Regions from separate parts of the Ovis aries genome. Here region 1 is linked to region 2. A link is a contact called in public Hi-C data. All regions are on one chromosome and are shown on one strand. Each heading gives the region's core, a stretch centred on a gene start, on an enhancer-like site or on the middle of the called end of the contact. The rest is flanking DNA. Distances are from core to core; before and after follow the strand shown. Region 1 holds the start of CATIP (ciliogenesis associated TTC17 interacting protein). Region 2 holds the start of LOC101108811 (C-X-C chemokine receptor type 2).

Region 1 (4,458 bases), core at 1,708-4,207, 160 kb before region 2:
CAGGGTCTTTTCCAATGTTTTGGAGGCTCTTCACATCAGGTGGCCAAAGTATTGGAGCTTCAGCAGCAGTACTTCCAATGAATATTCAAGATTGATTTATTTTAGGATTGACTCTTTTGATCTCCTTGCTGTCCGAGAGACTCTCAAGAGTTTTCTCTAGCACCATAGTTCGAAAGCATCAATTCTTCCATGCTCAGCCTTTTTTATGGTCCAACTCTCACATCTGTACATGACTACTGGAAAAACCACAGCTTTAACTATACGGAGATTTGTTGGCAAAGTGCTATCTCTGCTTTTTAATATGTGGTCTAGGTTTGTCATAGCTTTTCTTCCAAGGAGCAAGAATTGAGACTGAGATTTGGGGCTATCTCAGGCCCATGCAAGCTACCTGTTGTAATTAAAACTTAAATCCCTATTACAGCTATGGCTGCGAGGAGAAAAGTGCTAACATAAAAACAGAGAAAATTGGGGGGAAATGGTGTGTGCCTGTTTGTGTCAAACTCATTGCTGTTTGTCATGTTTGTGACAGAAGAGACTCCAGTGTCATTTACAAAGCTGGTCAAATCAGCCCCCAAAGTGTATGTCCACAGACACAGCTTCAAAATCACATATTGCAGGAAGTCCTAGGTAGGTTGGTGATGAAAGTTTAGCCAAAATAAAGAAGCACCTTTCAGGGTTGAGATAAAATAAAATTCAAGTGAATTAGGAGATTTAAATTTCCTGATGTTTAAAAAAAGTCTCTAAAAGTGGCCCCACACTGTTTTTTTTTTTCCTGAACTGGCTTTTGTGCAAAAAGCATCGCTTTCTTCCGTTGCTCCCACCTTTTTAGTCCCTATCTTCCTCACACCACTTGCCTTGGTCTTCTCTCTAACAAATGCAATCTTTTTTTCTCCTGCCTTTGGAAGTTTCACCCCCACACGCCAGGGTTTATCCCCACCCCACCCGCTCTTCCACTCCACAGCTGCTTTTTCTCCCAAATCAGCATCCTCCCTGCCCCTTCTGGTTTGCCTGCAGACCAAGTTCCCGCCCAGGGAGATGGCTCACGTAGGTAGAATAGCAGAGTTTGCCTTCAGAATCCAAGGCCAGGAAACGAGCATTGCTGGGCACCGTGTGACGCCAGGCCATCACCCTCAGCAACACCAGGTTAGCGGCCTGGGAGACGAAGCCCTCAATGGAGGGCCTGGGGAAGAAAGTCACTTCGGTCTTCACTTCCTGTCCAGGAGAAATCTGGGTCAGGGACCTTGAGCTGGGAAGTAGGGGGAGGTTGGGCAAGCCAGGTGTTGAGCATATGGTCCAGTCCATAGGGTCCCCAGGCAGGCTCCTGGCCTGACACCATCTGTCCCCAGTTTGTGGTTCCAAAGAGGATGTTGAGTATGGCTCCCACCTGGCTCTCACCTTACCTCACCCTCCTTGACCATTCTGGTCATGGCCAGCTGATCATCCTGCTTCAGCAAACTCGTCTTCTGTTCCATGGGGAGAATGTGGAACTAGGGGCCAGAGCAGGAGGGGAGAATCAGGGACTCACCGACTGTATATGAGTGAGATCCCCCAGAGGCCACCTTGTCCATCCTCCATAAATGAGAAAACCGAGGAGAGATGTGGATAGAAAACCTTCTATCTGTGGTCAAGGCTGGGGACCCAGCAGGTACCTTGATGAACTCCTGACTCTGTTGTTCCACAACCTCCAGTTTCCACGAGAGATAGGCTGAGGGGGAGGGAGGTGAACACAGGAGACAGGGCTGGAGACTGTGGGAAGGGCAGGTGGTGGCCTGGGCTGGACAACTCAGGGGTAGGGTGGCCACAGGTCAAAACTAAGGCTGTGATGATCTTCTTGTCACCCCACATCCCACGCTTTCTCTCTGCCTCGTTCTAGTCCCAAGGTGAAATCAAAGGGTTGGTACGGAGTGAACGTCCTGGGAGTTAGGGGCTGGGGGTGGAGGGCAGAGTAGGACAGTCAGGGTTGGGGGGTGGGGGTTGGTCAGGTGCTCTACCCAGAAGGGAGCTTCCGCAGAGTGTTTTGTCCACGAAGCCTCGGCTGGAGGCATGCACGAAGGGGAAGTACGTAATGACACCAGATTGGTCTTTGTATTTCCCTCCCTGCACCTCAATGGTCAGCTCTCCCTGAGGCTCCCCTGTGTCCGAGACCATGACCAGAGTCTCTGAGAAGAACAGCAGCAGCAGCTCCTCCTGCCCTGCGGAGTGAGGGTCCCGTGGGAACAGTTAAAGCCCCAGCTCCTAGTCCTCAACTCTCTGACCCCCTGGCCACCAGTGCCCCCACGGTCTCCACCCACCCTCTCCTCATCTCACATCTCCCAGGCAGCCCCTGCCTCCCCTCCATTGGCCTCTGCAGCAGTCAGAGGTGCAGATACCCCCCACCCGTCTACACACACACACACACACACACACACACACACACACACACACACACACACGCACAGCGATCCCCACCCCCGCTGTGTCCCTGGGGTCTTCCATTAGTTGAAGACTATCAACCAATATGCTTCAGGCCCTTTCTGAGTCCCAGGAGATTCAAGGCTGAGAGAGGGGTGGCCATGTCTGGGCTTTCTCTCTTCCTCCTGTCCACAGTTTTGTCCACCCCCTCCACCCTCACCACCCAGGCTCACGGAGGGAGTTGAGGAAGTGAATGGCCTCAGCGTTGGCCTCTGGGGGTGGCAGATTCTCCTGGGTTGAGGGTTGGTGGTCCTTGGCTTTGGAGCCTATGGAGAGAGGAGAGGCTGACATGGCAGATGGCGGGCCCTGAGGAGGACAGCAATGGGGCCGGAGTCCCAAGAGCAGAATCTTTCAAGGCCACCCCAAGGTGGATGATGAGGGAGAGATGCCCCCCCTCACTTTCCAGGCCCCCACCTCCCACCTCCTCAGCCCTCTTCTCACCTTTGGATTGAACTTTAGAGGACATGCTGCCTGCTGCTACCCTCTTTGTTTCCAGATGTCTCCATGGCAACTGGGAGCTCCCTACTGCCTCTTAAAGGGCCATTAACCCATTTCACTAAACACCCAGAACTTCGAGTAGCTGGTTGGAACTGTGACTTCTGGGGCTAAGCCCAAACTTGAGATACTGTCCAGCAGAGGGAGTATTTGACATTCTTAGGCGGCAGAAGGGATGACATGAGTATTTACAATGACCTTGGAAGCTGTAACATACAACTGTACTTTGGAGTTCAGTTCTTACTGGGATTGTAAATTGGAGAAGGAAATGGCAACCCACTCCAGTATTCTTGCCTGGAGAATCTCATGGACTGAGGAGCCTGGTGGGCTGCAGTCCACGGGGTCACAAAGAGTCGGACACGACTGAGTGACTTTACTTACTTACTTACTTTAAAAAAACTTTAAATTTTACTATATTCGTATGTTTACTTTTATTAGATTGCATTAAAAGTACTTGGGAAGCTGGTTTATCAATTTGTTTAAAAAAAATTAGAGAATTATTTTTCCTTTATTTTTTCCAATGTTACTGGGATATGTTGTTCAGTTGCTTAGTTGTGTCTGACTCTTTGCAACCCTACAGACTGCTGCATGCCAGACTTCCCTGTCCTTCACTGTCCTTTGAGTTGATGATGCTACTCAGCCATCTCTGTTGCTCCCTTCTCCTCCTGCCCTCCATCTTTCCCTGTATCAGGGTCTTTTCCAATGAGTCAGCTCTTCGCATCAGGTGACCAAAGTATTCGAGCTTCAGCTTCAGCAGCAGTCCTTCCAATGAATATTCAGGGTTGATTTCCTTTAGTATCAACTGGTTTGGTCTCCTTGCAGTCCAAGGGACTCTCAAGAGCCTTCTCCAGCACCATGGTTCGAAAGCATCAATTCTCTGATGCTCAGCCTTCCTCTCACATCCATACATGACTACTGGAAAAATCATAGCTTTGACTATACAGACCTTTGTCAGCAAAGTGATGTCTCTACTTTTTACAATTGGCATATAACAATCAATTGCTTTTAAAAAAGTAGTAGAATAAATGGAATGAATAAATAAGGCATAAACTGCCTAAAGCAGTTTTAATTTTGTAAAGAGGACAAATTGTTAATTGAAGTCCCCTTAAAAGTTAATATTAGCTAGGACGTCCTTCGTGGTACAGTGACTAGGAATCCAACGCATGGAACATGGGTTTGATCCCTGGTCCAGGAAGATTCCACATGCTGAGGAGCAGCTCAGCCCATACACCAGAAGTACTGAGCCCAAGCTTTAGAGCCCACGAGTTGCGACTGCTGACGCCTGAGCACCTAGAGCCTGTGCTCTGCGACAAAAGACGCCACTGCAATGAGAAGACCATGCACACAGCAAAGAGCCACCGCTCACTGCAACTAGAGAAAGCCTGAGCACCAACAAAGACCCCGCACAGCCAAAAGTAAATAAATAAATAACTGTAAAAAGCATTAGCTAGGTTTATAATTAGAATGGCGTGACAAAATTGAACTTAGACGTTTTAAAAATGTTTTAAAATT
Region 2 (4,421 bases), core at 232-2,731:
CCCCCTCGTGGCGAATATTTTCAGTTTGCCCTGGAGTGCATACTGGCTTGCGCAGTCCAGACCCCAGTCTGTTTTCTCCCTTGTTCTCTATTTTCTGCCCCAGGAGCTACCTTTTCCCTAGATGATTAATAGGAGACATGTCTGCTCTCTCCAGGGACTACCCCATCTTCAAGTCCTTTCTAGTCTAGGCATCAGGTCGCAACTGGTCAACACCTGTAAAAGCAAAGCATGGGTAGCCCCAGGCAGGGCAATTGTCTGCTTACACTTCCTGCTATTACTTATAAAGGATAAGAGAACCCAGGAGGAAAGCATGACTTAGTTTAAGAAATATGCTTGCCAGGGGCAGAATTGTAGGCACCAGTGCCATGCTACATTCGGCATGCATGGTAGAGGCAGAACATAGATTAGCACCAACTTTAAACAGTAGCAGGTAGTTTGGAAAGGACAGACAGTCCAGCTCGGCTATAAGCAAGTGCAGCTTTCAGGCACAGCTTATATAGACTCTGTTCCTTAAAGTGATAGGCACCCTGAGTCGCAGGAAGAGGATGGGGGAGGACCCACGACACATCAATCCAAGGAGATATGACTGATGTTGTTTACCCTATAACCATTGAGTAACCACTTACTCTGTATCCTGGCAGAGGCTCTGAAGGTGAATTGGCGTGGTCTCTAGCAGCCCACGGTCTGGTGGGGCAGACTGACTTGTAAATTCATCGTTACAGGACAATAAGGTTCCTGTTATAAGGAAGAAGTGACTGAAGTACCAGAGGTAAAGGTAAGGGACAGACATTAGCTGCTGGGAGCAGCTAAGGCAGGTTCCCAGAGATGCCATCCGTCAAGACTGAGAGCCGGGAGAATGACATTACCACCACTCCTCCACTCACTACCATCGGCCCCAGCTCTGCTGGGCTCCCTGTGGTCCAGCCAGACTCCAGGAGTGGCCCCCAGACTCAGGGCCATTCTAATCAAGCAGTTCTTCATTGGTGGTGGAGGAGGATTAGTTCTTCCTCCGAAGAGCCATCAACATCTCCATCCCAGAGGAGTCTAGAGTTTAAGTAAACACTGTGTGTTTGCTGTCCAAACACTACTCAGTCTTCGACCTCCTTCCTACTGGGTTGTCCTCTAGCCGTCAACCCCACCCCGCTGGTGGAGGGCTCCTACAAGGCCCTCCCATATGGACTGCTAGAATCTGTACTATATAAAGTCAAGTTCTTTCCCTTTATTCGGGTCAGACAATTTGGAAGCTTTCAAATGGAAATAAAAGCAAGAAAAGGAAGAGAATGACAATAGCCATCCACAGAGTGGAGAATTCAGATAATGGATCCTTAACTCCATCTTCACCCTGGGTTCCCCTGCTTGGACACAGGGACCCTGGGAGTCTCTGATACTCTGTGACCCCCTGATTTAACCTGTTCTCCAAATATAGACATGGGCAGGGCCCAGGGAGGAGCTGTGCTGTGAAGAGGCTTCCCTATTCTTTATTCATCAAGTTTCCTCTCAGTGTTAAGGCACTCTGGTCTCTGAGTTCCAGGCTCTTACGGTTGGACATACATGGTTGGTGACTCAGGTAGGAAGCAATCTCTGATTGCCAGGACTTTTTCTGGGGCAGGGTGACTTAGTCTGACTATATTTTGGAAAATGCATCTGCTTGTCTGGGACCTGTGATTTGTACTCCATTGACTCCCTGCCTCCTTTCTCATGACCATGTATTCAGTTCTGTTTTTATACATGGCTACAGATGGTGCCCTTTCCCAATAAAATCTCTTGTTTTGTCAGCACATGTGTCTCCTCAGACAATTCATTTCCGAGTGTTAGACAAGAGCCCAGTTTCGGGACCTGGAAGGGGTCCACCTTCCTGCAACAAATGGCGACTCTGGCGGGGACTCTTCTTTGCTGAGACTGATATCCTGACCACTCGGGGTACTCAGGGGCCAGCTTGCCTGCCAGTGGACCAGACCCAGTGGCCGCAGCTGGGACCCCTTTTGTCCCTGGTCTCCTCCTGATGCAGACAACTGGCCAGAATGCCCCGACCAGTAAGAAACAAGAGGCTTTATTGACCTCTCTCCCCTTCCCTCTCTCTTTCCTCTCCTTAACCTTTCCTATCCTTCCCTGTTTTTCTAGTCCCCCGGTCCTAGATGCAGGAATCTGGTTGAAGGGTCCTCAGCCTGAGCTGAGGATTGGAGACTGATCATCTCCTCTTGGCAGAGAACTCGAATTCTGGTTCTGGTCTGGTCTGATTTCTGGTAGGGCCGAGTTTCAGTCCTCCCTTCTCTGGAGGCCCAGGAAAAGTCCCATAACGCCTGGGTATCTGTAGGTGGCAGGAGACGTCTGTAAGGCCACCCCTTTCGCCCCTCCTCTCCCGCCTCCTCCCCCTTCTTCTTTCAACCTGGCTTCCTTTCCTCCATTGAAATCTTTGATGTTAGTACTTGGATCTGAAGTTCTGTGTCTCTATAAGAGGTTTTCTGAGAGACTGTATTCTTGAATTTAAGGGCATCCCTGGTGGTGCAGAGGTTAAAGTGTCTGCCTGCCATGTGGGAGACCTGGGTTCGATCCCTGGGTCGGGAAGATCCCCTGGAGAAGGAAATGGCAACCCACTCCAGTATTCTTGCCTGGAGAATCCCATGGACAGAGGAGCTTGGTGGGCTACAGTCCACGGGTCGCAGAGTCGGACACAACTGAGTGACTTCACTTTCACAGATGGTGACCAGGGGGCCACAGTTTTCTCACCTTCACCTTTCATACCTCTTCTCTCCTTTTAAAAATATTTATTTATTAAAAAAAATTTTTTTTGGCTGCGCTGGTTTTTGTTGCTGCACAGGGGCTTTCTCTTGTTGCAGAGAGTGGGGGCTACTCTCTAGTTGAGGTGCACGGGTTCTAGGCACACAGGCTTCAGTAGCTGTGGAACAGGGGCTTAGTAGCTGCAGCTTGCAGGCCCGAGCATGGGCTCAGTGGTAGTTGTGGCTCATGGGCTTAATTGCTCCGTGGTATGTGGTATCTTCCTGGAGCAGGGATCAAGCCTGTGTCTCCTACATTGGCAGACAGATTCTAGACCACTGTGCCACCTGGGAAATTCCACGTCTCCCCTCTCTTAGGGAAGAGGATGATCCTGAGGCTTAGTCTTTTGTGAAAATGCAGTCCTGGCAGAGATATTAAAAGGTGTGGGTTTGCATGAATTCATAGAACCTCAGGTTTGGAAGCATCTCAGGGGTTATGTACTCTGCCTCCCTCAGTTTGGATGAGGAAATGGAAACCTAGAGAGGTAAAAGGACCCGCTCAAGGTCACATAGCTTATTAATGACAGAATCAGGATAGAATGAGCACTGGTTGCCAGCTATCCTTATTTCCAGTCTTGGTAACCGTTTGTAGGTTTTCAGATTGTTCTCTGAAGAACCCTGGAGGTTTTGCGGGAACCTCCTCTGTAGTGACTACTTAGATGGAGAAAGGGGCACACCCACCCTCCTCAGCAGAAGAGCTTTTGTCTGTTTCACGTCTGTTTCTTCTGGTAAGATTTTGCTTCACTAAATGTTTAACAACCTTAAAAGTCATTTGAAAAGCGCTGAAGGATTCTGTGGATATTTAAGGGGTGGCCATGATGGGGGTTTCTCTTAAATGCTTTCAATTTCTTTAGACAGAGGACCCAGACATTTATTGCTCCTTTAGAGAAAAGGCTTAAAATACACTTTTTTTTTTTTTGGCTCTGCTGCACGGCATGTGGTATCTCAGTTCCCCAACCAGGGACTGAACCTGTGCCCTCTGCAGTGGGAGAGGGAGTCTTAACCACTGGACCATCAGGGAAGTCCCTTGAAATACACTTTAATGCAATTTATTACTATTATTTTCTTCCCTCAGTGGATTTTAAGGTTAAATAAGAATCAGCAAGGGAATTCCCTAGTAGTCCAGTGGTTAGGATTCAGCACTTTTACCGCTGGGCCCTTGCAGGCTGCATAACACAGCAACAAACAAACAAACAAACAAACAAACAAAGCACCAGGAAGACCATGGAGGGGAAATAGCATAGAAAGGGGCATCTGAGAGCAGGTTTTGTCTTTGCCACCCCAGGGACAGTAGCCCACCAGGCTCCATGGAATTCTCCAGGCAAGAATACTGGAGGGGGTTGTCATTTCCTTCTCCAGGGGCATCTTCCCTGTCCAGGGATCAAACCCACATGTGCTGCATCAGTAGGCAGTTTCTCTACCACTGAGCCACCTAGGAAGCCCTAGAGCAGGTTTGCCTCCTTGCATTTTGCCTGATGCTGGCCCTTCCCGAATGTGTCGAAAAACTTAGTCCTCCCATCTGAAAGCCCAGACATGGCTGAGGATGGAGAAAGTCAAAGAGAGCACAGAGGCAGTATTATAGGTAGAGCTGATGCCACTATGGGGCCAACCAACAGCAGATGTTTTTCCCTGTGTGTATGTCCATCT

What was found. A called contact is a pair of places that touch in the nucleus more often than the background predicts.
Region 1: a Hi-C map of liver shows a contact between it and region 2, with 4 times the contacts expected there. The contact joins the promoter of CATIP here to the promoter of LOC101108811 in region 2. A contact is called at or near these places in 2 of 16 Hi-C or Micro-C datasets (liver and tail adipose tissue).

The regions. Positions count from the first base shown.
Region 1 is chr2:220,383,716-220,388,173 of ARS-UI_Ramb_v3.0, reverse strand. CATIP (ciliogenesis associated TTC17 interacting protein) reads right to left here and starts at 2,957. Exons shown (of 9, transcript XM_015093533.3): 1 at 2,625-2,957; 2 at 1,992-2,192; 3 at 1,650-1,705; 4 at 1,401-1,487; 5 at 1,045-1,212. The coding sequence starts at 2,742.
Region 2 is chr2:220,225,132-220,229,552 of ARS-UI_Ramb_v3.0, reverse strand. It overlaps LOC101108811 (C-X-C chemokine receptor type 2), which reads left to right and starts at 1,481. Exons shown (of 2, transcript XM_042244218.2): 1 at 1,481-3,502.